Linked DNA regions of Mus musculus: all the other regions are linked to region 1. A link is a contact called in public HiChIP or PLAC-seq and promoter capture Hi-C data. All regions are on one chromosome and are shown on one strand. Each heading gives the region's core, a stretch centred on a gene start, on an enhancer-like site or on the middle of the called end of the contact. The rest is flanking DNA. Distances are from core to core; before and after follow the strand shown.

The links. Promoter capture Hi-C pulls out the DNA fragments that hold promoters and counts their contacts. HiChIP or PLAC-seq counts read pairs in DNA pulled down with a chosen protein or histone mark.
Region 2: a FOXA1 HiChIP or PLAC-seq map of pancreatic cancer cells shows a contact between it and region 1. The contact joins the promoter of Abhd5 here to the promoter of D830035M03Rik in region 1. A contact is called at or near these places in 2 of 39 promoter capture datasets (both in liver) and 1 of 115 datasets of contacts at active chromatin or transcription factors (pancreatic cancer cells).
Region 3: a contact with region 1 is called in a promoter capture Hi-C map of pre-B cells, with 3 times the contacts expected there. The contact joins the promoter of Ano10 here to the promoter of D830035M03Rik in region 1. A contact is called at or near these places in 2 of 39 promoter capture datasets (liver and pre-B cells).
Region 4: a contact with region 1 is called in a promoter capture Hi-C map of pre-B cells, with 5 times the contacts expected there. The contact joins the promoter of Snrk here to the promoter of D830035M03Rik in region 1.
Region 5: a contact with region 1 is called in an HNF4G HiChIP or PLAC-seq map of pancreatic cancer cells. The contact joins the promoter of Zfp651 here to the promoter of D830035M03Rik in region 1. A contact is called at or near these places in 3 of 39 promoter capture datasets (cranial neural crest, liver and pre-B cells) and 1 of 115 datasets of contacts at active chromatin or transcription factors (pancreatic cancer cells).
Region 6: a promoter capture Hi-C map of pre-B cells shows a contact between it and region 1, with 6 times the contacts expected there. The contact joins the enhancer-like site here to the promoter of D830035M03Rik in region 1. A contact is called at or near these places in 4 of 39 promoter capture datasets (the C10 cell line, hippocampal neurons, pre-B cells and 1 more) and 1 of 484 Hi-C or Micro-C datasets (cardiomyocytes).
Region 7: a promoter capture Hi-C map of hippocampal neurons shows a contact between it and region 1, with 4 times the contacts expected there. The contact joins the promoter of Vipr1 here to the promoter of D830035M03Rik in region 1. A contact is called at or near these places in 2 of 39 promoter capture datasets (hippocampal neurons and liver), 2 of 115 datasets of contacts at active chromatin or transcription factors (kidney and large pre-B cells) and 2 of 9 other capture datasets (adipose tissue and liver).

What each region holds. Positions count from the first base shown.
Region 1 is chr9:120,490,824-120,494,257 of GRCm38.p6, forward strand. It overlaps D830035M03Rik (RIKEN cDNA D830035M03 gene), which reads right to left and starts at 1,758. Exons shown (of 2, transcript NR_166642.1): 1 at 1,283-1,758; 2 at 1-307. Eif1b (eukaryotic translation initiation factor 1B) reads left to right here and starts at 1,783. Exons shown (of 4, transcript NM_026892.3): 1 at 1,783-2,018; 2 at 3,284-3,434. The coding sequence starts at 1,988.
Region 2 is chr9:122,349,845-122,353,278 of GRCm38.p6, forward strand. It overlaps Abhd5 (abhydrolase domain containing 5), which reads left to right and starts at 1,772. Exons shown (of 7, transcript NM_026179.2): 1 at 1,772-1,995. The coding sequence starts at 1,943.
Region 3 is chr9:122,292,816-122,296,249 of GRCm38.p6, forward strand. It overlaps Ano10 (anoctamin 10), which reads right to left and starts at 1,608. Exons shown (of 13, transcript NM_133979.3): 1 at 1,489-1,608. It overlaps Gm26797 (predicted gene, 26797), which reads right to left. Exons shown (of 5, transcript NR_168548.1): 5 at 3,095-3,311.
Region 4 is chr9:122,115,523-122,118,956 of GRCm38.p6, forward strand. It overlaps Snrk (SNF related kinase), which reads left to right and starts at 1,744. Exons shown (of 8, transcript NM_001357775.1): 1 at 1,744-1,885.
Region 5 is chr9:121,758,283-121,761,716 of GRCm38.p6, forward strand. Zfp651 (zinc finger protein 651) reads left to right here and starts at 1,751. Exons shown (of 6, transcript NM_001166644.1): 1 at 1,751-1,943. The coding sequence starts at 1,941. It overlaps E530011L22Rik (RIKEN cDNA E530011L22 gene), which reads right to left and starts at 1,661. Exons shown (of 1, transcript NR_033503.1): 1 at 1-1,661.
Region 6 is chr9:121,673,244-121,676,677 of GRCm38.p6, forward strand. No RefSeq gene overlaps it. Among named protein-coding and RNA genes, the nearest start is that of Sec22c, 30 kb to the right of the region's middle. Within about 2 kb of position 1,933, at least 84 of the 459 cell types and tissues checked have an H3K27ac peak or open chromatin away from gene starts, as enhancers often do. A contact at or near this core is called in pre-B cells, where this site is marked.
Region 7 is chr9:121,640,798-121,644,231 of GRCm38.p6, forward strand. Vipr1 (vasoactive intestinal peptide receptor 1) reads left to right here and starts at 1,919. Exons shown (of 13, transcript NM_011703.4): 1 at 1,919-2,129. The coding sequence starts at 2,052. It also overlaps a transcript of Lyzl4 not described here.

The sequences.
Region 1 (3,434 bases), core at 508-3,007:
GTGAGACCTTGAAATTTTCGGGGTGTGTGTCTGCAATGTGAGTGATGTCCACCTGAGTGCAGGTACCCACAGAATCCATAAAAGGGCATCCGACCTCCTGGAGTTGGAGTTGTAGGCAGTTGAGAGCTGCTTTCTCCTGAGAGCTGGGGCCTGCAGCAGTCCTCTGAAAGAACAGCTAGACTATGCCATTGCTCCAGCTCCAGTCTTCAGGGAAACTTCAAGGTTTTTCTGTTTTAGTTTTCTTCTCTGGCTCACTCATCCTAGGCTCCATCTGAGAAACCACGTAATACCCAGTGGTAAGGTATATCTAGTAAGAAAAGGGGGGAAACATACCATGTAGTAGAGTGGTAATTTATACCGTATGTTTTGTGTAGTCTGTGCTTCTTATACTACTTTGTAGACTTCTTTAAGTTACTTAGAAAATAGTGTTAATATTTCAGGCAGAAAATTTATATAATTTATTAAAAACTTCTCAAGGACTGGTGAGGTGGCTCAGGCTTGCTGATGGCCTGACAACCTGAGTTCCTGCTCCAGGACCTACATGAAGGTGGAAGATGCTCAAGACTATTAATTCAAATATTCGTAAGCTAGAGTTTTTCAAACCATGGTATAAGAATAAAACTGAGTAAGTAGTGTGCCTGAAACCTGACTGGTGGATGTAGGGGCATACAAGTGTATTCATTTTTACAACCCTAAAGCAACAGGCCATGCATAGAAACATTAGGAGCGGCCACTTTGTACAATAGAAGTCACTGAAACATGAGCACTACACTCCAGATATTCATTTCCTTTTTTAAACTACAGTAATGGACTTCGAGAGACTTCCCAGGAGTTGCTGCTCTTACACAAGACCTGGGTTCTGTTCCCATGGTCTCATAACCAGCTGTTATTCCAGTTCCAGGGGATATGACACCCTCTTCTGGCCTCTATGGTACATACACCCAACCACATAAAAATAAAATCTTTTTAAAAAGGAAATTGTAGTAGCGATTGGACCTACTGCTACATCTTGTTGAATGGATTGCTAGACAGAAACATAGTATGTATGCTATCTATGGCTTCTAATGTCTTGCATCAGGCCTCCAATACTATTTCAACACGAAGGCAACAGGTTTGACCTACAAAAAGGTTAAGAATTCCAAATTTTTAGTCTACTGCTTTGGTCTAGAAAGCCAACCACCTGCATAGGTGGTTTACATAGGTTAAGACGGTTCTCCACTGTCCACTGATGGTTGTGCACGGTTACTCTTTACAGTTACTTCATCTGCTCGCTCACACTCACCTAGCAACCACCAGACACCCATCCTGCACGGGACTTGCATCCGACCTTAGGAGGCTCCGCAGAGGAGAGCTCGGGCGGGATGGTAGCGCGTTCTCTCCACGCACACCTGACTCTGCTAGAGGCTAGGTCGTGACACCTGAGACAAACAGGTTAAGCTTAGTAGAGACTGCAGCATCGGAATCCCGGGGCTTGGAGGAAGGGAGAATTCCCAGGTGGCACCCACAAGGGTTCTGCAAGGAACTCAGGGGTCTCGGGAACCCTGGGGGCTGGGGAGGGCGGCGGAGGCGCAGAGCGCGGTCCCCGCTGGTTGCAAGTCCAGACCCCCGGGGGCACGTTTCTCGCCGTTGCACCCGGAAGCGCCTCCGCCCGGCGCCTCGGGCGGGACGGACCGCGGCTGCCCGCAGTGGGCTCCCGCCCGCTCCTCGCTGGCCCCCGGCTCGGCGCTCCGGGGCGGACGCGCGGTGCGTGCGGACGGTCACGTGGCGGCGGCGCGCGGGGCTAAATACGCGGCGCCGGCCATTTTGTGCGAGAAGCCGCAGCGCCGCCTCCCTGCTCGCGCCCCACCGCCGCCTCCGCGTCTTCCTGCGCCCCGGGCTTCCGCCGCTTCATTGATTTCCGTTTCTCGCCGCTGCAGCCTCCTGACACGGTGATCCGGGCGGGCCCCGCGGGAATTCTATCCTCTCACCGGCCTCACACTAGTGTCGCATGTCCACTATCCAGAACCTCCAATCTTTCGGTAAGGGCCAGTGGCCGGCCGCCGCCCGCGTCCCTCTGGGCTTTGTCTCGGCGCCCAGAAGATGGCGACGGGGGGCTCCCCGCGACCCTAGCCCGGGGGATGCCCCTCTCCGGGCCTCGGACACGGCCTTAAGTGGGCCTGCGACTCCGTAGAGGCGAGGGCCCGACCGGCAGGCGCTTGGGGAACTTGACACTGGCAGGAAGACAAGGGTCTCGGGGACTCACAGGACGGTCGGGGGACACGCCAGGGCTGCAGGGGGACCCGCCAGAGGCTGGGGGGACTGACAGAAAGGCCGGGGGCTTCAGAGACCCGTAAGGGAGCTACAGTACTTGCCAGGGCTGCAGAGACTAGGACTAGGGGCTTGCAGGGAACCTGACAGTGACAAGACGCTGGGAGTCTCTGGTGTTATCTCTCTTGTGGCCTCGGGGCTGGCCAGGGCTTTGCAAGGAGACTGGAGGGGTGGGGCCCAGAAGCTGGAGAACCTGACAGCTTTAGGGTGACTGCGAGACCTGTGACTCTCAGACGACTCACAAGTGTGTGTGTGTGTGTGTGTGTGTGTGTGTGTGTGTGTGTGTGTGTTGGGGCATGGGGGGCGGGGGGTGGCCTTGCTCAGTCCTTGCTGGGAGGGAAGGGAAGTTAAGGGCTTAGAGGATCTGCGACTCAGTCGGCCAGGACTGGAGGGGGGGGGGGTGCCAGAGAGACCTGTCACTGACCGGAGCTGGGGTGGGGCTGGACCCAGCTGGTTTTAAGCAGCCCCCAGAGGCGTCTGTTTGAAACACTTAGGAGAGAGGCCTCTGATTTGACTTGGAAGTGGCCCTGTTGTCTCTGCTTGCAATCATTTTGTAAATTACACCTCGTGAGGTTGCATGTATATGTTTATATGTGTTTTATAAGGCTCAGTTACTATGTTAACTAATTGGGGTGGGTGTTTTTGAATGTTGTAGTCGAAAAATAGTGGCGGTGACGCATGTTCTTGTGGCGGCTGTATGAAGGCTGTATGAAATTAGGGTTTCGTAAATGTTTTCTGTCTCATTTGCTGGTGGCTTCCACAGTGGTGGTCTCTACTTTTAAGCTCAGATATCGGCATACAGAGCCTGCTTAGGTTTTTCTCCTTTGAAAAACTTATTATCAGTGAGCCCCACCCTCGCCTGCAGAAATGGAGCAGGAGTGCTGGAGGCCTCACCGAGGTCTGTCTGGATATGGAGTGGAGCACGCTTCTACATACTACTTTGTAATTTGTTTTCTACTTTTCTGCTCCTCTACAGACCCCTTTGCTGATGCAACTAAGGGCGACGACTTACTCCCGGCAGGGACTGAGGACTACATTCATATAAGGATCCAGCAGCGCAACGGCAGGAAGACGCTGACCACTGTGCAGGGCATTGCGGACGATTATGACAAAAAGAAACTTGTGAA
Region 2 (3,434 bases), core at 522-3,021, 1.9 Mb after region 1:
TTATAAAAAGAAGGGTTAGGCCCCTTTCTTGCTCTCTTTGCCCTCTGCCATGAGATGAAGCAGCAAGGCCCTCTTTGTATACCACAGACGCCTTCCTCACAGTCTCCAGCACTGTGAGGGATAAAACTTGTTTGTTGTAAATGATTAGTCAAGGTGTTTCTCTACAGCAGCAAATGTGGTCTAAAATGGAGAGTGATGCATGGGGTCTTAAATACAGGGAAGAATATTAGTGTAGGCTTCAGGAAGGACTCTGGCCTTCCTGAGGAGCTGATGACTGGAGAGAGGTAATCCTAAAGTAACGAAGGGAATACAAACGATATTTACATTATCCATTTGCCTTCAAAAAAATCAAGAGGGTGGTGGGAGCCTCTGTTTCTGTTCAAACCCACATCCACACACCTGCTCTTGGTTAGATCTCTGGGAAAGGGGGAATGCCACATATTTTGGCCTTATTAGAATTATTTGAGACTCAGTTAGCTTACATCAGGCTCCTGAGTAGTTCCGGGCATCAGTACCACCCAGGTGTGGCTGAACTAAGAGAACCTATTACATATTCTCAGAATTTCATTTTTTGGAGTGTGGGGTAGAGGGCAGGATGGGAATTGAACCTAGGAACTAATGCATAGATGGCCCCTGCACAACACAGCTCCAGCTGTAGGCAGCTTGTCACAAGCACAAAGAGCTAGGCTAGTTCATACACTTTCTCCTGACCGGAGGAACCTGCCCCCAGCCAAGGGAAACATCCCTTATGCAACACCAGGATGCCTCTATTTGTTTAATCACAGTGAGTGCCATAGTTCTGAATTCTATTTTTAAAGCGCAGTCTTGGACTTACTTGCTAGCTGCTGACTTTCATTTGCCTGTACTGAGCTTTACTCTTTATCACTTTCACGCATTTGCTCACGTCCCTTAACCAGGAAAAAAATTATTAAAATAATCCCACTCGAGGGTGTGCCTCCTTGCCTGTATGTGCACCATATACATTAAGGTGCTCTGAGGCCAGAAGAGGGTGTTGCTCCCCTGGAACTGGAATTACAAGCAGTTGTGGGGCTCCACATGGATGCTGGAAACAAACCCATTCTCTTCTATAGGACAGTATGCACTCTTAACCACTGAGCCATCCCTCGAGCCCTCTCCCCTTTAAATTTATTTATTTTAAAGACAGGGTCTCACTGTGTAGCTCTGGCTGGCTAATCAGGCTAATCCAACTCACAGAAATGTGTTTGCCTCTGACTCCCAAGTGTTTTTGAAGGGTGTGGACCACCATATCGAGCTCATGAGAATATTTTTATGAGCCCTCAGCCCTCTATCATTTTAGAATGGATTCTAGGAAGTGCTCTCCCTCTCTCCCTCCCTCGCCCCTCTCTTCTGTGGTCTGTGGGGATGATGATGGTGGTGGTGGTGATGGTGGTGGTGTGTGTGTAATTCTAGTACCCACACATAAGCTCTCAGCCTTCCGGAGTCTAGAGTCTGGCAGGGTGGAGTGCAAGTTCCTAGAGGCCACCACCTGAAAGTAAGGGCTGGAGGGTCCAGCACCACAGGATGCGCACTTCTGCCACTCAGGCTATTTCTGGCTGGGGTCTCACTCCAGGCTACCTACGGCTTGCCTAGCGCCCCGTCCAGGGCAGTCCACACGGGCGGAATGACGCATTAATGGTCATTATTCCGACGGATGACTACCTAGGCTCCCGCGGCGTCGGGCTGACCTTCCTTACCAGTGCCCCCGCCTCCGCGCGACAGGCGGGCAGCGCATGCGTGTCTGCGAGGCCGGGCCGCTGGGACGCCGAGCCTGCGGTGGCGCGGCCGCGCCCTCGGATCGTCCCAGCGGGCGGACGACGCATGCGCGGGCGGTGCGGTCTTAAGGGCGGCCGCGGCCCGGGGCCGCCCAGTCGGCCTGTCAGCCGGCTTCGAGGTGTGTCCCTGCGCTTGCGCGGCGGCGGTGATGAAAGCGATGGCGGCGGAGGAGGAGGTGGACTCGGCAGACGCCGGTGGAGGGTGAGGATCACCCGGGAAGGGGGGGACGACGTGGGTCTCGTGCGCTCTGGCGACCCCGGGCGGCCAGCCGAGGGAAGGCGCGGGCGCCCGCTCTCTCGACCCGTCGGGGCAGACAGGCCCGGTCAGGGCCGCGGGGCTGCGGGGAGGGAAAGCGGCTGCTGTTGACGGCCGTCCCGGTGATCCCGAGCGCGGCGGAGCTCAGAACTCCGCGCCGGGAGCCGTGCGTCGCCAGGGTGGGAGAAGGCGTCGGACTCGGAGCCTCGCGGGACAGCCGATCGCCGCCGGTGCGCCTGGGGCGCTTGCGTCCCACCTCCCGCTGCCCCGTGCGTGCGCTCCCGTGACCCGGCGGTCTGGCTTCACTAGCCCTGGCAAACTTTGTGAAAGTTGAAGGGCAGATGCCTAACAGGAAGGAAGCCCTTAAGTTGTTGTTGTTGTTGTTTTGTTTTTTTTGGAAACCGGAGTCACTCTATGTAGCCCTTGCTGGCCTGGAAATCTGTAGACCAGGGTAGCTTTTCAACTCTGCAGAGACCCAATCCTTTTGCCTCAGCCGTCCAGTGCTGAGATCACATGTGTGAACCACCACACCCAACTTCTTCATAGACATAGTAAGTTATTCTTTTTTGTTTTTGATATGTCATGCCCTTGTGAGTAGAACAATGCTTGGTGGAAAAATTAAATTACTATGAAAGTTATTTCACTGATTCTCAAAAGGCTACTTGTTTTATATGGACGGGACTATACATCTCCTTTATAAATTATTTTGACAGTTGTACTTCAGCTATTTGGAGACATTTGTATGGGAAAGATAACCATAGGGTAAATAGATTATGGTAATGTGAAAGTAAGTATTTTGGAAAGATGTTAGGGGAGGAATATTTTTGAAATGCTAGAAACTACACTCTTCAAGTTTTGTTTAAGTGATAATTAACAAGTGGAGCCACTGTTTTGGTCTGTTGTTGAACTTCCTAGTTATATTGACATGAAATACAGAGTGTCATGTGGTACAACTAGGACCTGGTAGCTTGGGTTTCTATTAAATTTGTCAGGACATTTTTCTGGCTCTGAGAATTCTAACTTGTGGGCCCTTTTGGTCTTGATACTGTGAGGCTCAGGAATCCATAGCACAACGGTGAGAGTGACATGGCTCTGATGATGGCTGGAGGTCACTGAGGGCAAGACTGGTTACAGTCCCTAGTCAGAGGTAGACCTCTCTGGTATTTTTGGCAGGACCCGTGAGCAGTGCTGGATAACCATGCAAACAGAAAGAAGGCTAGGTTCTTGCTGGGTGCTCCCCCAGTGTGGTCATGATAATCCTAGAGTCTCCCCTGTGAGTAGATCTGACCACTCCCATTTTCATTTGGAACCGCCACTACCAAGAAGCAGAGCTAACTGGAACCTGCTCCTTTAGGTGTCTGCATTCAACTTTAAGGCGTTTTCCT
Region 3 (3,434 bases), core at 358-2,857, 1.8 Mb after region 1:
GAATACTACCCCATTAATTATATGTGTATTTATATACACAAAAGGAGAGAATTGACTCCCAGAATTTGACCTCTGATCCCTACACACATTCCATGGTATGTGTAAACCCACATGCACACATACAATAATATGTAAAAAAAAAAAAAAACACTTTTAAATATACAAATTAGGAAGAAAAACAAAATGCTACTAGAGGTCATAGGGTTCTGAGCATTCCTACAGGGCATTTATATTCTCAACTTTATCCTCTTTTCTGTGTTCCAACCTTTCTAGTTTTCCTCTTTACACACTCATACACACACGCACACGCAACCACACTACAGTCTATCCAAATGCACACTCGTTACAGTTTACCAGGCCTTGTCTATGCCTGTCTGATATTCTGCATCTCTCATTTCTCATCAAGAGGACCTAAATTTGGACTCCAGCACGCAGTAGAGTGCTTCTGTAATCCCAACTCCAGGTGATATGGGAGACAGAGACAGTAAAACCCTAAGAAGCCATAGGGCTGAATGGCCTGGAACAGGCAGCACAGCAGCAAAAATGAAAAGACACAAAGACATCCTATCTCAAACACGGTGGGAGGCAAGGGCCCACACCTGTGTCCTCTGTCCTGTACAAGCCTGTGTGTATCCGTTTGCCTGCACTCACAATAACACGAACGCACAGACAAAAATTTTTAAAAACCAAAAACCAAACCAAAGCAAACCAAAACAAAAAAACCCCAGAAAACAAAACTATATGCCTAGTAAAGTCACAGCCTCTTTGTCTGTGTGAGTGCCCTCGGACGTTCATGCCAGGTAAACAGCAAGCATCTCCCTCCCAGTTTACCCTGGTTAAGGGATGCACGGTTGCATTTAAAATTGTTTAAAGACAGAAAGAGTCCTTAGAAATATCTAGTCCTCTAAGGTTACTGTGACTTTAAATGGAAACCAGGCCACTCACAGTGCACCTGAAACTTTTAAAACTGCCGGGATTCGATTACAACATCAGGGTTTAAGGGATTGCGATTCAACTGTGGAGTGGGAACAAACTTGAAGAGACTTCAGTCAGACCGTCTACGCACCGCCTCAGCTATGGGAAAGAACAAACAGGGTTTCGGGTAGGGACAGGGCTCTGCACCCTTCACTGGAGTCATGCGACACCTATCACGGAAAGCGCACAATGGGCCCGGTCAGAAACCTCAGACCGGATCTGTTCACAACCCTAGAGAGACCGCGAGGTGTGACACAATCAAGGCTACCGGGCACCTTCCCCGAAGTGTCAATCAGAGCAGCCCGACACCCCGGGATCCCATGGTCAGTCAGAGACGGCCCTGCTCCAGGCCTGACGCAAATCCAGAGCCGGCCGACATCCCCCTGCCTCCGCCGGCTTTCACACCCTTGCGGATCTCCAGCCCTGACCAGTGCTTCCGTGGCTCTTTCCCTGTCGCGGGGGGGGAGCATCCCCAGCGGGCCCACCACACGGACTGCGCCCCTCCCCACTCACCGGCCGCCCACGCGGCGTCCTCGGGGACCGCGGGAGCGGGGAGAACCAGGCCCGCGGCGCTAAGGCGGACTGGATACACGACCGGGGCGTGGCGCCTTGGCCGACAGGAGGCGTCAACGACCGGGAGGGGCGGGGCCTTCCGGCTGTCACTCGGCGTGGGGGGCGGGATCACCGTGAAAGGGGCGGTGCCTTAACAGTTGTAAGTCCCGAGGAAGGGGGGCGGAGGTGTCAGAGTGAAGCTTCACTGGCTGACCCTCGGGAGAGGGGTGGGGCCGCGACGGAAGGGGCGGGGCCATGAAGGTTCTCATTTTGGTGGGATGTGGTGGTGCTGCATGGGCGTGGCCTCATCAGCTGTCGTTGTAGAGAGACATGTTAAAGGCGGGGCTGTGGCGAGTGGGGTGGGGCTTGGGTTGCTGTCACTCACGGCAGAAAGGGAGCCTCATCCGGAGGGGTGGGGCCTCGCTAGCGGTCCTCGTGGTGGTATGGGTGCGGGCTGGGTCTTGGCTTTGCTGGGTAGGGAATGGAAGGGAAAGGATAAGGCTCCTTACGCTTTCCTTTTCTTAATCTCTTAGACCAGAATCCAGACACCTGCCCACCTCTACCCTCTACCGTCTAGCCTCCACCCTCCACACCCTTCCAGTTTTTGCCTTCCTCCAGGGGACAAGGCCTTCACCCCAACCCCTGGGGGTGTTCCGGTTTGGAGGTTGTCCTCCTAGCCCCCTCTCTGCCTTAAGGAGCAATTCTTGGCTGGTTTTCAGCAGAATTCTGAAGCTCTCTTCTCTCTGAAAACCAAGGCAAATCTTTCAGAACTTTAACAATTAGAGTCAATTGACGACTCAGGAGACTTGTGGGTTTCAGTTGGAGAGTTCCAATTTTCTCAGCCCCTGAACTTACATTCATCCTTGCATATAACTTCATTCTTTGGTATCTGATTGGAAATGTTTGAAATTTTTTGAAAAACAATCATTTTAATGGAATATCTATTAAATCCTTTTTGCTCAGATAGTCTTTATACTGGAGATTAAACCCAGGGCCTTGTGCATCCTAGGGAAGAGATTATCCCAGCCCTCTTGGGAGTAATCTTATCACAGCTGAATTAACAAAATTTAGTTAAGCTGTGTTGGTGGCCCACACTTTTGTAGTCTCAGATACTCAGCAGACTGAGGCTGGAAGATCACTTGAACTGAGGAACTAGAGACCAGCCTGAGCAATGTAGTGAATCTCCATCTCAAAGCAAAGTACAAGATGTGAGCCTGAGTCATGGTGCCATGCCACTTAGTTTTTGTGAACCTGACACACCAATAGTTGCCTGAGAGGAAATCACATTAAGGAACAGCCTCCATCAGACTGGCCTTTGAGCTTGTGTGTTGGGGGGGAGGGGGGGTAGGGAGGAGCATTCTCTTGATGATGTGGGAGGGCCCAGCACACTATGGGTGGTACCATCCTAAGAGGGTGGAACCTGGCTGTTTAAAAGAGCAGGCAGTAAGCAGCAGTATTCTTCTGTAGTCTTTGCTTCAAGTTCTGTCTCCAGGACCCTGCCTTGAGCTCTTGACCTGGCTTACCTTAATGATGGACTATAAGTCAAATAAGCCCTTTCCTTCCCACGTTAGTTCTGGTCTAAATTTTATTGGAGCAACCAAAGAAGCAGGCTAGGACAGGCATGTCTTAGTTATTCTTTGCTATGTAACAACCCCCTTTGCAAGGCTCCATGCTCTCATGTTCCCAAGAGTCCTTCTTTCCAGTTGCTTCCTCTAGAACAGTGGTCCTCAACCTGTGGGTTGTGGACCCTTTGGAGGGCTCCAATGACGTTTCACAGGGGTCACCTAAAACCATTGGAAAACATGGATATTTATATTATGGTTCATAACAGTAGCAAAGTCACAGTTATGAAGTAGCAATAAAATAGTTTCATGGTTGGGGTCACCAGAGCAGAGGGGCTGTGTTAA
Region 4 (3,434 bases), core at 494-2,993, 1.6 Mb after region 1:
ACCCCATTTCAAGGGCTCATGTGCTGTAGCCACTGTCCTATGTTATGAATGTTCTTTCGGGGTACAAACTTGGCTACTGGACTTCCCTTGGGAGACCATTATAAGTGATGCTTTTATTCCTTCATTGGCCACAGTGTCCCTGACTAGTGACAGTTCCCAGAGGGCAAAGGTCTTTCAGCAAAAGAGCAGATTGTGCAAGACCTAGTTAGGAGCGGTTGCTCAATGTGTGTCTAAATTAGAATCTCCCTGGCAGAGCTTCTAAGATGGCTCAGCAGGTGGGGGTGCCTGCTGCCTCGATTGCTAATTCGAGTTCCATCCCTAGGACCCATGTGGTGTCAGACAAAGAGACAGAGCTTTCTCTTCTACAGGTTGACTTCTACATGGATGTTGAACATACACACACACACACACACACACACACACACACACATGTAAAAAAATAAGAAAGAGAGACATGAAGAAAGAAAAAGAAAACATTTCCACGTCAAATGACACTGTCCTTTCATGATCCTAAGTCAGGTGGGGCCTGCGTGAGCAGAGGCCAATGCTGGGGTTTTCCTATGTGCACTTTGCCACCCAGGGCTAAAGCATTAGGATAATTGAAGGTCTAAGCACACATTTCAGCAGAAGATCGAGACCACCTTCCCAGTCATTCTGCTTCCCAGCCATCTTCAGGCATGCGAAGTGGATGTTGTAGTATAAATAAATAAATAAATAAATAAACAAATAAATAAATGAAGGGAGGAAGGAAGAAGACTTGCCATTTTCTGACCAACAGAGATGGCAAAAGCCATTTAGATTTTTTTGTCCAGTCAGTTGAGTCAGGCTTGGACATGTAAGAAGCTCATTCTGCTTGTGTGTGTGTGTTTTTTCTTCTTCTGTGGATGCAGGAACACAGAAGGAAAAGTAGGGGAGAGAAACCTGGCACCTGGCTTCTTTTCAGGAGCCCCAGAGGACTAGTCTCCATGGCTCATTATCCTTCCAGGAGATAGAGCTGGGAGTTCCCTCCCTCTTGTCCTGCCACCACTAACATCCCTTTCTGAGTCATCTTGGAACAGAACCATGAACAGCCAAGTTAGTGCCTGCTGTGTACTTCTCCACGTTGTTTCTCAGAGGCTGCCTGGCCTGGCCAGTGACTTTTGACTCTAGAGGCAAGCCTGCATTCAGGTGTTGGGCTTTGCTTCTTTCTGCTTTAGTGGTAACAAAAGCAACAGAATTCTTCAAATGTATTCCCAGAGAGAAGAAAAAGTAAAGAAATGTGTATGTATATATATATATATGTGCATATGTGTATGCATGCTTGTGTATATATGATACACACACACACACACACACACACACACACACATATATATATATATATATATATATATATATATATATGCACGTGCATATGTATATTAATTTTGTTGTCTCTCATTGCTTCAAGCTAGATGGGAGATAGGGTGAACATTGATGGATAAAGCGCATGTGCTCCTTGCCCTCAGCCCCAAGATCTCTTCCAATATCCCCTGAAAGCTATAGCTCTAGCTGCTATGCCTGCTGCCGCTGTCCATCGTCCTGGCGCTTCCTTCTGCATAATCTCTATTCTTTCCAGAGTAGGATGTGCTCAGGCCAGGGCCAGGACGCCCTCCAGTAGACCCTGAGCTGGCCTGCAGGTGCGCCGGGTTAACCCCGCCCCGCCCGACCCAAGGCCCCGCCCTCACACAAGACCCCACCCCATCGCTTTCGTCACGATGACGCAAGGCCCGCGCCTGCGCAGCGCGGCCGCACCCCCGGCCGCCCGCTCGGTATTATGATTAGCCCTGGGTGCGGGGTTCCGGCGGCCGGGAGGGAGTTGTCGACGCCGCGGCCGCTGCGGACGGATGCCCGCCTGCCGGCTGAGGTAGGGCGAGCGCGGCGCGGGAGCGTGGGCCGGGTCTGCGCTTCTCCTCAGCGGCCGCCTTAGCGGGGCTGGGCTGGCGCCGCCGCAGGCGGAAAGTAAGTTGCGCGCTCGGCCCGGGGTGCCCTGCGCAGAGGACGCGGCCCGCGGCACCACCCCGGCCCCGAGCTCGCCCGGCCTGCGGGCTTCGCGCAGCCCGGCCCGGCCCTGCCCTTGCGGCCGCCGCGGGATTGCGGCAGCGCGGGAGTCGACGCGGCCCCGCGCCGCGCCCGCAGCGGGCCCCGGGCGACGCGAGATCCACGGGCCTCAGTTTCCCCGTGGGCCGCGAGTCCCGCTGCAGAGCCGGGCGGCCGCCGCCTCACGATAGCTCGGGGACGCGGTTGTCTACGGAGAAGGGCGCTCGGCTGCGGAAGGGGCAGCGGTGCGGCTCCCCGGGGACTGCTCGGATTTTTTCGCGTTAGGAGACGCTGTTCTTTTCCGTAGACATCGCCTGTTGATTTCTTTCCGAACCATTTGCAATAAAAACAAACACCTTGTTGCCTTTTGCTTGGACTCGGGAGCCAGGAGAGTGGCAGCCCTTTAAGCTTAGGCTTCCTCCAGCTGTGATGTTCTTAAACAGTGGGGTCAGCTACAACCTAGGAGCTTCGCTGTGAGTTCGGGTCGTGTATGCATTGGGGAATTTCTCTCCGGGGTTCCTAAGACTGTAGAAGTCAGAGGCTGTAGGGCCTCTGGGCTGTCAGGTTTCTTACTTTCCCTTCCGTTTAAATGAGCGTATTCTCCAAGTCTTAGGAGCCTTGGTGAAACCACCTGGATGCTTGAAGTGTTTTGTCAGGTTTAAGGTGAAGTAAGCGATGGACCTACAGGTGTACAGCTCTTTCTGCTGAGTTTCCAACAGATTCCTGTCCAGGGTCAAAAGGCTCAGTTTGGATTCTTTGTAGGGATTGGGACACTGTCCCAAATTGATCCCTAACTTATCACAGTTCGTATCGGTGCAGTCTGAAGCCCAGGTTGTCAAGGATTATGTAATCAACTTGTTAATTTCTAATCTTGTTACAGTGTTTTCCAGATTTATAAAACCATTCCCTTCAGAGAAATCTGTCTTCAGCGTCTGGTTAAATATTTCTCTTGGAATTGGGTTCTTGAAGACAATTCTGTATGTGTGTTAATTAAACATACTAATTAGACAAGTTTCTTTCAGAGAACATCAAATACATAGCAATTTTTCTGGCTGTCAGTGTAAAATTGACCCATTTTACAGACCTAGGGATGAAAGAAATTATATGACATTCCCAAGGTCACATAATGAAGCTGGGTTAAAAAAAAATCGAGGGCATAGCACTGACTTAATATTCCTGTCCTCAAAGCTTTCTGATCAGAAACTCTTAAGTGCCACTTTTTGACTTTTAAATTTTTGCACAGCTAGTTATTTTACTTTATGCAGAAATTTTCTTTTATCCTTTTATGCTCTTCTGAGTAAATTTTATAGTATTCTGAGTAAATTTTAATGAATAATTGCAGTATGACACATTTGATTAAACAATGATTCTCAACC
Region 5 (3,434 bases), core at 501-3,000, 1.3 Mb after region 1:
CTGGTGAGCGTAGTTTCCCCAGCCAAGTGCAGGAACCCCAAGCAGTCTGGGGTTGTCTCCTTGTTCTCCAAAGTGAAGTTTGGCCTGGAGTCACTCAGCTTTAGGGGTCTAAAGCACCCACCTCTATCATGGTAATGAGTGCTCTGGCCCCTAAACCAACCAACAGAACTTGAGGTTGTGGCCTAGAATCCTTCCTCTGCTCCCATCTTGTCCCTCCAGTTGGCTGTACCCCATGTCCAGACCACTCAGTTCTGCAGCCATGAACACAACGGGGCTTCTGGCTTTTGCAGCTGTTGCCAGTGACAAGCCCAGTGTGCCCTCTTGCCCTCAGTCGGAGTTCAGAGAACCCAAATGAGACAGCAGGGGGTGGGGTAGGGGTGTCACTCCTTTACCTTAGCCAAGGCCAGTACCAGCTTCTTCCAACCTCCCAGCACAGCGTCTACATGTTTTCTCTCTCTGCGGGACTCTCCTTGTCCACCCAGTAGGTAGACAGCCCTGCCCTTCCCACCTCCCAGGTCAGTGCAGCAATCAACTGGGTCAGACGAGAAACTTGGGTTTTGGGAAGTGTAGGAGACATCATCGGTAATTGACAGGTTCACAGCTTCAGCCTAGAGCCTCAGATTCGGGAACCCAGGTAGGGGCATGCCCTGCGCATGTGAAGGAAGGGGCTCTCCTCACTGTCCCTACCTTTCTTCACCTACTCAGCTTCCTTGCTCAGGGGTAGTCAGCCCATGTCCAGTGAGAGATCCTTGCATTCTGAGGGGACAGACCTTCGACTATTTGATGACACCTGCTTGGCTCCAGAGAAAGAGCTACAGCACACCATGAGGAAGGCGCACACCCAAGGAGACTGCTATGGCTGGAGTGGAATGGCCCGGCTGGAGCAGTGTTGGGAGAGTGACTAGGCTGAACAGTGGGTAGGGGTGCGGGGCGTCCGAAGGAGAGACCACGGTGGTAGTCCGTAGTCCCGCCCTGCTGTCGCTCGGCCTGGCAGCGTTCCTTCGCAGCCTCCTGCCAGCACAGCCAGCCCCCTGCCCCCACGGAGCCGGTGCCAGAGCAGCGTTCCGCAAGCCGAGCTGCATCTTCCCAGCGCCGAGGCTGCGCGGAGGGCCCCTCGGCCGGGCCTGGGCCTCTGGCCCCCACCCGGCTGTTCCAGGTAGGTCATCTGAAAGGCTTCCGTCGTTGCGGCGGTTGCTCGGAGGTTCTGCAGCCAGAGGCCCCCAGGTAGGTTCGGGAGACTCAGAGCAAAACGCGTGGGAGGCCGGAGCAGCTACAGACCCCAGACTCACCCCCAAGTCGGAGCAGCCGGAGTCACAGGGGGCGGGAGATGAGCGCGGCTGGGGTACGGGTCCATCAGAGTCGCCTGGCTCAGGGGAGCAGGTGGGTCGGGGGGCGGCGCGCTCTGCTCAGCGACCTCACGCCTACCCTGGCCCCGCCCATGCAGAGCAGCGGGAGGACACCCGGGTTAGACTCCCGGACGAACTTCCCAGCAAAGAAGGGCAGAGAGGGACTTCGCGCGGGAGGGTGGGATCGAGCGGTCCAAACGCTCCCACGTCACCAGCCGGGTCGGTCCGGGGACCCCGAGGCTCTCCCGAGGGCAGCTGCATCGAGACGGCGCGCGTCCGCGCCCCCAGCCAGCACGCAGGGCGGCCTGGCCCTTTAAGCGTCCAGACGGCGGCCCCAGCTGACGCGCGGGCTCCAATCGGCGCCCCGCGCCCCCCGCCCGCCGCGCCCGAGGCTCCCGGGCCGCAGCTGCTCGGCCGGGACTTGCCGCGGCCCTGCGCCTCCGCCCGCCCGGCCGGCCGCGCCCCCGGGGCCATGGTCGCGGGGCCCTGCGCAGGGGCGGCCCCCAGCGCGGCGCTTCATGGAGCGGCCCGGGCCCGGCCCTCGGGGGCAGCGCGATCCTGCGGGGCCCTGTGAGCTCCCAGCGCCGCGGCACCATGGTACGCAGGGCCCTGCCTGTCCCCCCGCTTATCCGCCCACCTGCGAGCGCCTCCTTTCAGAGCGCACGGCCCCTTGGGACCCGGTGCAGGGTCTGGAAGACCTGGCCCCTCCCCCGGGGTCCTCGACCCTATCTGTCCGGTGTGCAGGGCCCAGAGTGCGGCGCGGCGGCGCGGCTCAGGGGTGAAATTCCTGGGGTGGGGGGTGCAAACGCGAAAGGCCGAGGTCTTGCTGCGCACGGGCGGAGGGGGGAGCTTCTCTGCGTCCGGACGGCGCCGCCCCGGGGCTGGTAATGGGGGGAAAAGGGGGAGTCGGATTCCCGCCCGGGCCTTGGGCCACGTGGGCGCTGCAGCCGCTCTGCCGGAGACTAGGATGGATCGCTCCATAGGCGGGGGGCGCCCACAGCTGGAGTGGAAACTCCTGTGTGACCTTGGGCCGGTCCCCTGCCGTCTCTGAGCCTGTTTCCCAGGCCTCTCCAAAGAAAGCATCCAGAAGTCATGAGCCTGTACCCCTGCCGCCGGGGTTTCACCAGATGGCCTTTGGGAGGCAAAAGCTTGGTGGCCTCTGCAGGTGTCCCTCTGGGGGAGGGCTGCGATGCAGCTGGTGTACCCAGGTGTTGAGAAGCCTCCTCAGCTTCAAGGAGCCGGAAGCATCTGGCCAGAGGCTACACAGCTGGTGGGCACTGATCCGGAAGGGGCCCTGCCACTGGCTGGCAGCATCTCTGGTCCATGGCTGGGGAGGCTGCAATGTGACTTTAGGGATGCCTGGGTTTCTGCCAGGCTCAAGTGGCCCTGCCCAAGCAGGAGGTCCCTGGGGAAGCTTTGTAAAGGGAAAAACGGGGACCCCAAGCCTGGAATAAGTGGTGCCATGGGGGGGCCTTTCCCTGCCACCGTCCACCCCCCAGTAGTACAGACACCAGGACCTGCAGGTGCAATGACTGGGAAGGAGGCAGGACCAGAGGGTGTGGTGACTGTGTCTGGATGCTTAGGTGGTTCTCACACCTCATGCTTCCACCCACCTCACTTCCAGGACTCTCCAACTGCCTGTCTGAAGTGTACCAGGCAGAAGGGAAGGGTGCTGGAGTGGCAGGATGGCCACAGCTCCATGAGTAAAGCCTCTCTGGGCCTCAGTTTCTCTAAGAAAGAGGAATTGGTCCCAGAAAATGAATCAGAGTGAGTCAGAGAGGGATGGGCGGGGCCCCGTGCCACGTCCCTGCTGGACGGCCCAGCAGTTCTGGGATAGATTCAAGAATGGGTGGCTGGTGGGGGTGTGAGGGGTGGAGGGAGCTTCAGGAAGGCAACGTCTGTTGGTGGAGCGGAGGGCAAAGAGTGGGCATGTCTTGGGCTGCTGGCCGAGGGCACAGGTTCGAAGCTCCTTGGGGCTCACCCGCAGCTTCTCCTTTAGCAGAATGACAAGGGAGCTCAGAGTCCATGCTCTCTGTCTGGCCCACCCACTGCTGACAGGAGAGAGGACTTAGAGGGGACAGCTTCATC
Region 6 (3,434 bases), core at 683-3,182, 1.2 Mb after region 1:
ATGTTTGAGCACCGTTTTCCCAGAAGCCCATCCACAGGAAGGAAGGAGAACACCCTTATCCAGAAAGACAGTCCATCTAGAACTTACCTTCTGTCGAGCACAAGGATGAGGAGGATGGGTCACGAGGTCACCCTGTCAATGTCCACACAGGACCTAAGGGATAATGGGTGTCAAGAGGAGGAATTCAACTTGACATAAACTAGAGACACACAGGAAGAGAAAGTCTCAACTGAGAAACTGCCTCCATCAGATTGGAGCTGCCTCCATCAGATTAGAACTGCCTCCATCAGATTGCCGTCGAGCATGCATGCCTGTGGGGGCATTGTTTTGATGGAGGAGGATCTAGTCCACCCATGGTCACCCCTGGGCCTGTGGGCCTAGGTTGTGTACAGAAGCTAGCTGAGCAGAGGCAGGAGCAAGCCAGTGACATCATTCCTCCATGGTCTCTGTTTCAGTTCCTGCCTCCGATTCCCTCAGTGATACATTTTAAAGTGTTGATTTGATTTGGGTAAAGTGTTTTGTCACAACCACAGAAAGCAAACTAGGACAGACAAGCTTCCATAAAGCAAGTTGATTCATTTTTTAAATCTAGCTCGGTCTCCTTTTGTGGCTCTCTGGGGACATGTGTGGTCTTTGGCTGCCTTCACTTGAGTTGCTTGGTTTATGTGCCTTAGAGCTGAAGACACGGAGCCAGCCATGGCTCAGGGCGGGGACAGGCTTTGGGCATTTTATGCAGAATGAGAGGCAATGGTTGGGGGCAGGTCAGGGAACACTTCTAGACTTGTGGACGGCGCCCCCAACCCCAGAAAATCCCTTCCAATTTCCCTGTTGCTCATCTATTAAACTAGTAGCAAGAAAGCTCTGTGACCAGCCAGAGCCTGCCAGTGGCCACCATACAGCAGCAAGAACTGTCTTCCCCTTCCTGGGGCCATCCAGTCATCGCCAAAGCTTCTCTCTAGGAGAATCCAGGATGCAGAATCTGGGAGGCGTTCCTGGAGCCTTCCAGACCTGACCGCACACAGGACCACAGAGGGGTCTGGAGAAAAGGCAGGATGCCGCAGTGTGGTGGCTTTACAGTACACATACTCCACAGGGAAGTGAGGAAGGTCTATGGCCAGGAAGCAGGAGCGAAGGTTGGAAGTGGAGAAAGACTAACGGAGCCGGCCACCCATAGAGCGACTGGGATTCTGAGGAGCTGGCAGAGCATGCCTGAGGGGCAGAAAAGAAGTGTCAGCCATGACTGTCTTTGCCGTTGCCCAAGGTTCGATTAATTACTCCACTGTTGCTGCAGTAAAACAGATGACCAAAGTAACTTAACGAGGGAGAGAGCCTGGCTTGATGTTTTAGAAGGGAGGAGAGGAGGCTGGAGAGACAGACAGCTCAGCAGTTAAGAACACTTGCTCAGAAGAGGTCCTGCGTTCAGTCCCCAGCACTCACACAGGCTGCTCACAGCTGCCTGTAAGTCCAGTTCTAAGGAGATTTGATGCCCTTTTCTGGTCTCCGCAGGTATCTACGCACACGTGGGATTCACTTAGACACACATATACATAACTAAATCACGTAAAAATATTTTTAAGGGGCTGGAGAGATGGCTCAGAGGTTAAGAGCACTGACTGCTCTTCCAGAGGTCCTGAGTTCAATCCCCAGCAACCACATGGTGGCTCACAACCATCTGAAATGGGATCCAATGTCCTCTTCTGGTGTGTCTGAAGACAGCAACAGTGTACTCATATAAATAAAAATAAATAAATCTTTTAAAAAATATATTTTTAAAATAAGAAATAGAGTTTATCACATCCGGGAAGGCATGAGGACTGGAGCGGGAGGCAGTTGGTTGTTAATCACGAGGAAGCAAAGAGATGACAGGAAGTGGTGCAAGGTTTCAACCCACAAGTGTCACCCCCTGTGACCCACTTCCTCCCAAGAGGCCCTACTTCTTAAACACCTTCCAAACAGTGTCATCAGCTGGGGACAAAGTGCTCAAATGCACAAGGCTCTGGAGGACAGTTCATGGTCAAGCGAGCACCGCCTGCACAAGAGGCTGGCGGGTCCCTCCTGGCGCCTGATGCTCTCCACATGGCATTGCTGTGGAAACTGAAGGAAGAGGTGGGTAGGTGGACACGAGGCAGAGCCCGTTGAGGTGTCTGTCTAAACAGAAAAGAACCTGGCACTGAGTAAGGGGTCTTTGAGGGCATTCACCAGCCTTTGTATACAAGATTGTGGCCGTAAGCAGGGCAGTGGTGGCGCACGCCTTTAATCCCAGCCCCTGGGAGGCAGAGGCAGGCGGATTTCTGAGTTCGAGGCCAGCCTGGTCTACATACAGAGTGAGTTCCAGGACAGCCAGGGCTACACAGAGAAACCCTGTCTCAAAAAAAAAAAAAAAAAAAAGCAACCCCCCCCCCAAATTGTGGCCATTAATCACAGCCTGTTCTTTTGACAGGCTCTGGCTGAGCCACCTCCTCTGGGGAACTCCAGTTCCCCTCAGTCTCGGCCTTGCCTCTTTCTATAACCAGGTGTGAGCTGTTTTACCACAGCTTCTAGAGTGGACCCCACCATGCACCAGGTAGCTCCTGCATGAACCTACAAGACCCAGTTTGCTCATGCGCTGTGGCTGTCTGGAGGCTCCAGGCCTCTGGGGCTCCTCTGGGGCTCCTCTGGGGGCTGATGGGCCAGATGATGTTCATGGAGCCAGGCTTTTCCTCCTTTTCTCTCTTTTTAAGGGGACGGGGGGTGGGGATCAGAAAGATCTTATGTAACCCAGGCTGGCCTTGAACTCACTACGTATGAGGTCGACCTTGAACCTCCTGCTTCTATCTCCAGGGTGCTAACTAATATAACAGGTGTGCACCACCACGCCCTGTGTATGCTGTGGTGGGAATCAAACTCAGGGCTTCAGGCATGCTAGGCAAACATGTCTACCAACTGAGCTGCCTCCTCCCACCATTTACAAAATCTTAATATGAACTTTTTGGAAAGGGGATCTGACTAGGCAGCCAAGGTTAGCCTTGACCTTGAATCATCATGCCCAGCTTCCCAAGAGCTAGGCTTTCTGTGGTGCACCAAACTTACCTTCACTCAAATCCTCTTCTATTCAATCTGTAGCTTCCTTTGTCCCTGGAGGCTGCTGGGCTGGAGGAGGGGCTCTTGTTTTGATGGGGAGCGGGGGATGGGGTGGGGAGGGGGCAATACTCCTCTTTATTGGTTTTCAGTTCCCCCCTCAAGATGTTCCAGGTCATGAGACAGGGTGGCCTGTGTCGGAGTTCCCTCTTTCCTTCCCGGCAGTTCTGCACCATCTTTTCCCCACGTCTTCTGGAGATAGAAGTCCCCCTTCCTACCTTTCCCTGGGGACAGAAAAGGGCAGTGGCTTTCAAGATTGAGGATTTAGAATCCCAGCTCTGACTCTGTCATGCCATGCTTTCACATACATTCAGCAG
Region 7 (3,434 bases), core at 669-3,168, 1.2 Mb after region 1:
CCTGCCGATGTTCTCAGCTGTAGCCTAGCACCAGCCTTCCAACCTCCAGCCCAAGAAGGATCAGCGTGGACAGGGCAGCCATCACCACTGGTGGCCTCTACCTCCCATCTATTCACCTGCCTGGTGAAGGTCACATAGCAAAATGGAGTCTGGCTTCCCACTTCCTTCCCGGTACCCAAAACCCTCCATCCACCCCCACCCCCATGCCCAGATCTCTGTCCACAGAGAACACGGAAATGCTAACAGGACCATGAGGTGAAGCACCGTAGCATTTTGCTCAGGCTGGTCTGAAATCCACAGGAATCCTCCTCCCGAAGCATACAGAGCAGTGGGATCACAGGCACGTGCCACCCCGCCCCATATCAGCATTCTGCAGCTGCCTAGGTGACATATGGGGGTGGGCAGGGTTGAGAGCCAAAGCTCACATCTGGGACTTGAGCATACCACCTCAAGAGCTGGTAAGACCTCACTGCCCGGTTAAGAGGCCTAAGGCCTAAGAGGAGTGTGCCCATGGTCACAAGCGAGGCAAACCCCTATTCCTGCTCACAGTGACTCCCGAAATCCTAGCCCTGAAGCACTGAATGGCAACTACTAAACAGCTCCCTCTTCTGACACCCCATAACTGGAGAAAGGCCTGTGACAACTAGCCCATTCTCTATCCGGAAGCAGAAATTGCAGGGAGTGCCTCTTACCTCCTATGCCCTGGTGCGTAGTAGAGGCCTGGCTCAGGCTCAGGCTCAGGCTCAGGGGGAGAGAGAACAAGGGAAGTGCGGTAGACTAGGAAGGAGAGGAAGGAGGAAGGCCAGGGGTTTGCTTCCAGACTTTTCTGTAACCGACCTCAAGGCCACGCCCACAGCGTTAGTTTCCCACGTTGCAGGTTGGGAAGGCTGGAGAATCCTCGGGAAATTCCCGCGCTCCTGCTGGCCAGAAAGCGCCCGGAGAGCGACTTCCTTCAAATGGATCGCACACCCTACTTCGCGCAGGGACACGCGGCCCTCTGCAACTCCGCCCCTCCTCCCACCTTCTATCCCACCGCGCCATCAGCCCCCCACATCACCTTCTCACCATGATCACTCGAGCTCTTGGAAAGTCATCTGCACGGGTTCCCTAAGACGTAGCGCGAAGGGCTCTGAGTCGGTAACCCCGCGCCCCACGCTAGCACCGAATAATCCGAGCCCTAAAGACAAGCTTCGGAGGGAGAGCAGCCTCAGATCACCCGCTACCGGCCCGCCCGATCTTGGAGACACAGCGCGGGACACTGGCACCCTGATCCTAGTCCCTGGGGACTCCGGGAAGACCGGTCTGTGGGCAGCCTGGGCCCAAGAAAGGGTACAGGCTTTGGTCCCCGCGCGGGGGCGCTGGAACATTGACTTCTCGTCCCTCACGAGCTGCGCCGGCCAAGTCGTGTCCAGCTCTGAGTGCACCCTGCCCTGGGCGGCCAAGAGGAACCCCCAGTTGGGACTCCCCGACCCCGGCTGCGCCCCCTCGGCTTCTCCCTTGTCGCAGATGGTTCCAACAGCGTGATCCGCTGGACCCCATCGGAGGCCAGCCTTCAGCCCTGGAAAGCTGTGGCCCTTCTAGTCCAAGAATTTGGGCTGCAAGCCGACGTGGAAACCGGGGAGCCGGCAGCTAAACTCCCTGGAGCCGAAGACTGGAGGAGCTCACTGCCAGGGGCCGAGGGCGCAGCCGGGGTTGAGAGAGAAAGGTGCGGGCGCGGGGAACACTGGGCGGTGTTGAGCCCAGCGTCCCCGCATCGGAGAGCCGAGAGGATGCTCGCTAGCTAGCAGCTCCCGACGACGCGCACCTCTAGCGGGACTCTGTGCTCACGCCCCCGGGGGCCCCGGCTCCGCCCCCTACCTGCGCCGAGGTACCGCCTCCGCCGTGCCATTGGCTAACCCCGCCGCCCGTCAGACGAGCCCCCGCCGCCCTCCCCTAGCCTGGAGCTGTGCCTCATAGCGCCCGGGCCGCTGGCCCGCGCCACTCTCCCGCGCTGCGTTAGCCACAGACCCCGTAGGCGCTCTCGGCTGCCTGCCGCGGGCTCAGGGCGGACCATGCGCCCTCCGAGCCTACCGCCTGCCCGCTGGCTCTGCGTGCTGGCAGGAGCCCTCGCCTGCGCCCTCGGACCCGCGGTGAGTGTGTGCCCCTCCACCCAGATCCCACGGATGGGGGAACTGCGGGGGCAGCGTATCCGGGACCATCTGGCCATCGGGGGGCAGCAGGAGCGCGGTTCTCGTCTTCTCTCTTCTGTAGCCCAGAGGCGTGGGAGCTCGGTAGCGGCGGGTCCCTCTTAGCTCATCTTAGAGCGCTCACCGCGAAGTGATCCCAATCAGCGATGAAGAGGTTGGGGGCGAGAGGGAGCCCCAGACTTGCCTTGCGATGAGTGCCTGTGGGGGTACGTGGGGAGGAGAACTGTGGGTGGCACGATCGAGTGAGATGGGAGATCCTGTAGACTGTCGGGTGGGAAGGAGGCTGTGTCTGGAAGCCTCTCTGGGTATTTTGAGAACTTGTGCGATGAAGACAGCACAGCATCAGACCTTAGTGCCTGTACCCTGGGGAGGGGTCCTTGGGATCTGGTGAGAATTTCATTCTGTGCTCTTTATCCTCTAACTATAGGCTGATGGTGGGCAGGTAAAAGCATGTATTGGGAAAAGCAGGGGGGCTTGCTCTACCTTAGACCTCGGCTTCCTCCCACACAGACATGTGTGTGGGTGTGCTCCTGTGGCTGTGACAGACTCACCAGGGTCATGGGGCAGACACCTGGTCACCTCCTCTGAGACTAAGAAAGACCTCAAGACTCAGAGACCCCCTAAACCCATTTTACAGAAGGGCAAAATGAGGCCACAGGAGCCACACCTGTCCCTGCCAGCCACACTTGGACAGAGGTGATCTTCCCTTCCCTTGCTCTAGGTCTGTGGAGCTGTTGCTTCAAGATTGTCTTTTCCTTAGTGGATTCTGGTCTGGAACAAGTGGGCTGCCTGGAGGAAGTGGGGAATCTTGGTCGGTCACCTTAGTGCAGTCTATCCCGTGGTCCCTCCCTAATCACAACCTTTCCCAGGGCAGGGATCAGGACATGAATCTGTTTCCTCCTAGCTGGTGTCTGGCACACCCTGCTCTGGAAAATCTCACCACCCCCCCAACCCCTTCCGGAGAAGGTGCTGCTCTCTGAGAATTGGACAGTGTTGCCCCCTTCCTCCTGTTTACAGCCCCTCCCCACACTCCAAGCTTCATCAGACTCTGGCCCTCAGTGTCACAGACCACACTAGCAGCCCTCCAACTTCCCCAACTCTGTGTCCTGGCTACTCCATTTTGGATAAGCCAGGGGTTTTTGGACCACTGGAGGCCTCTGGCCCCAGGTACCATCCATCTAGAAACAGATTGAGCCCAGTCCCTCCAATTCCATCTTCCTACTTCTTATTTGGAGGTGCCAACTCTAG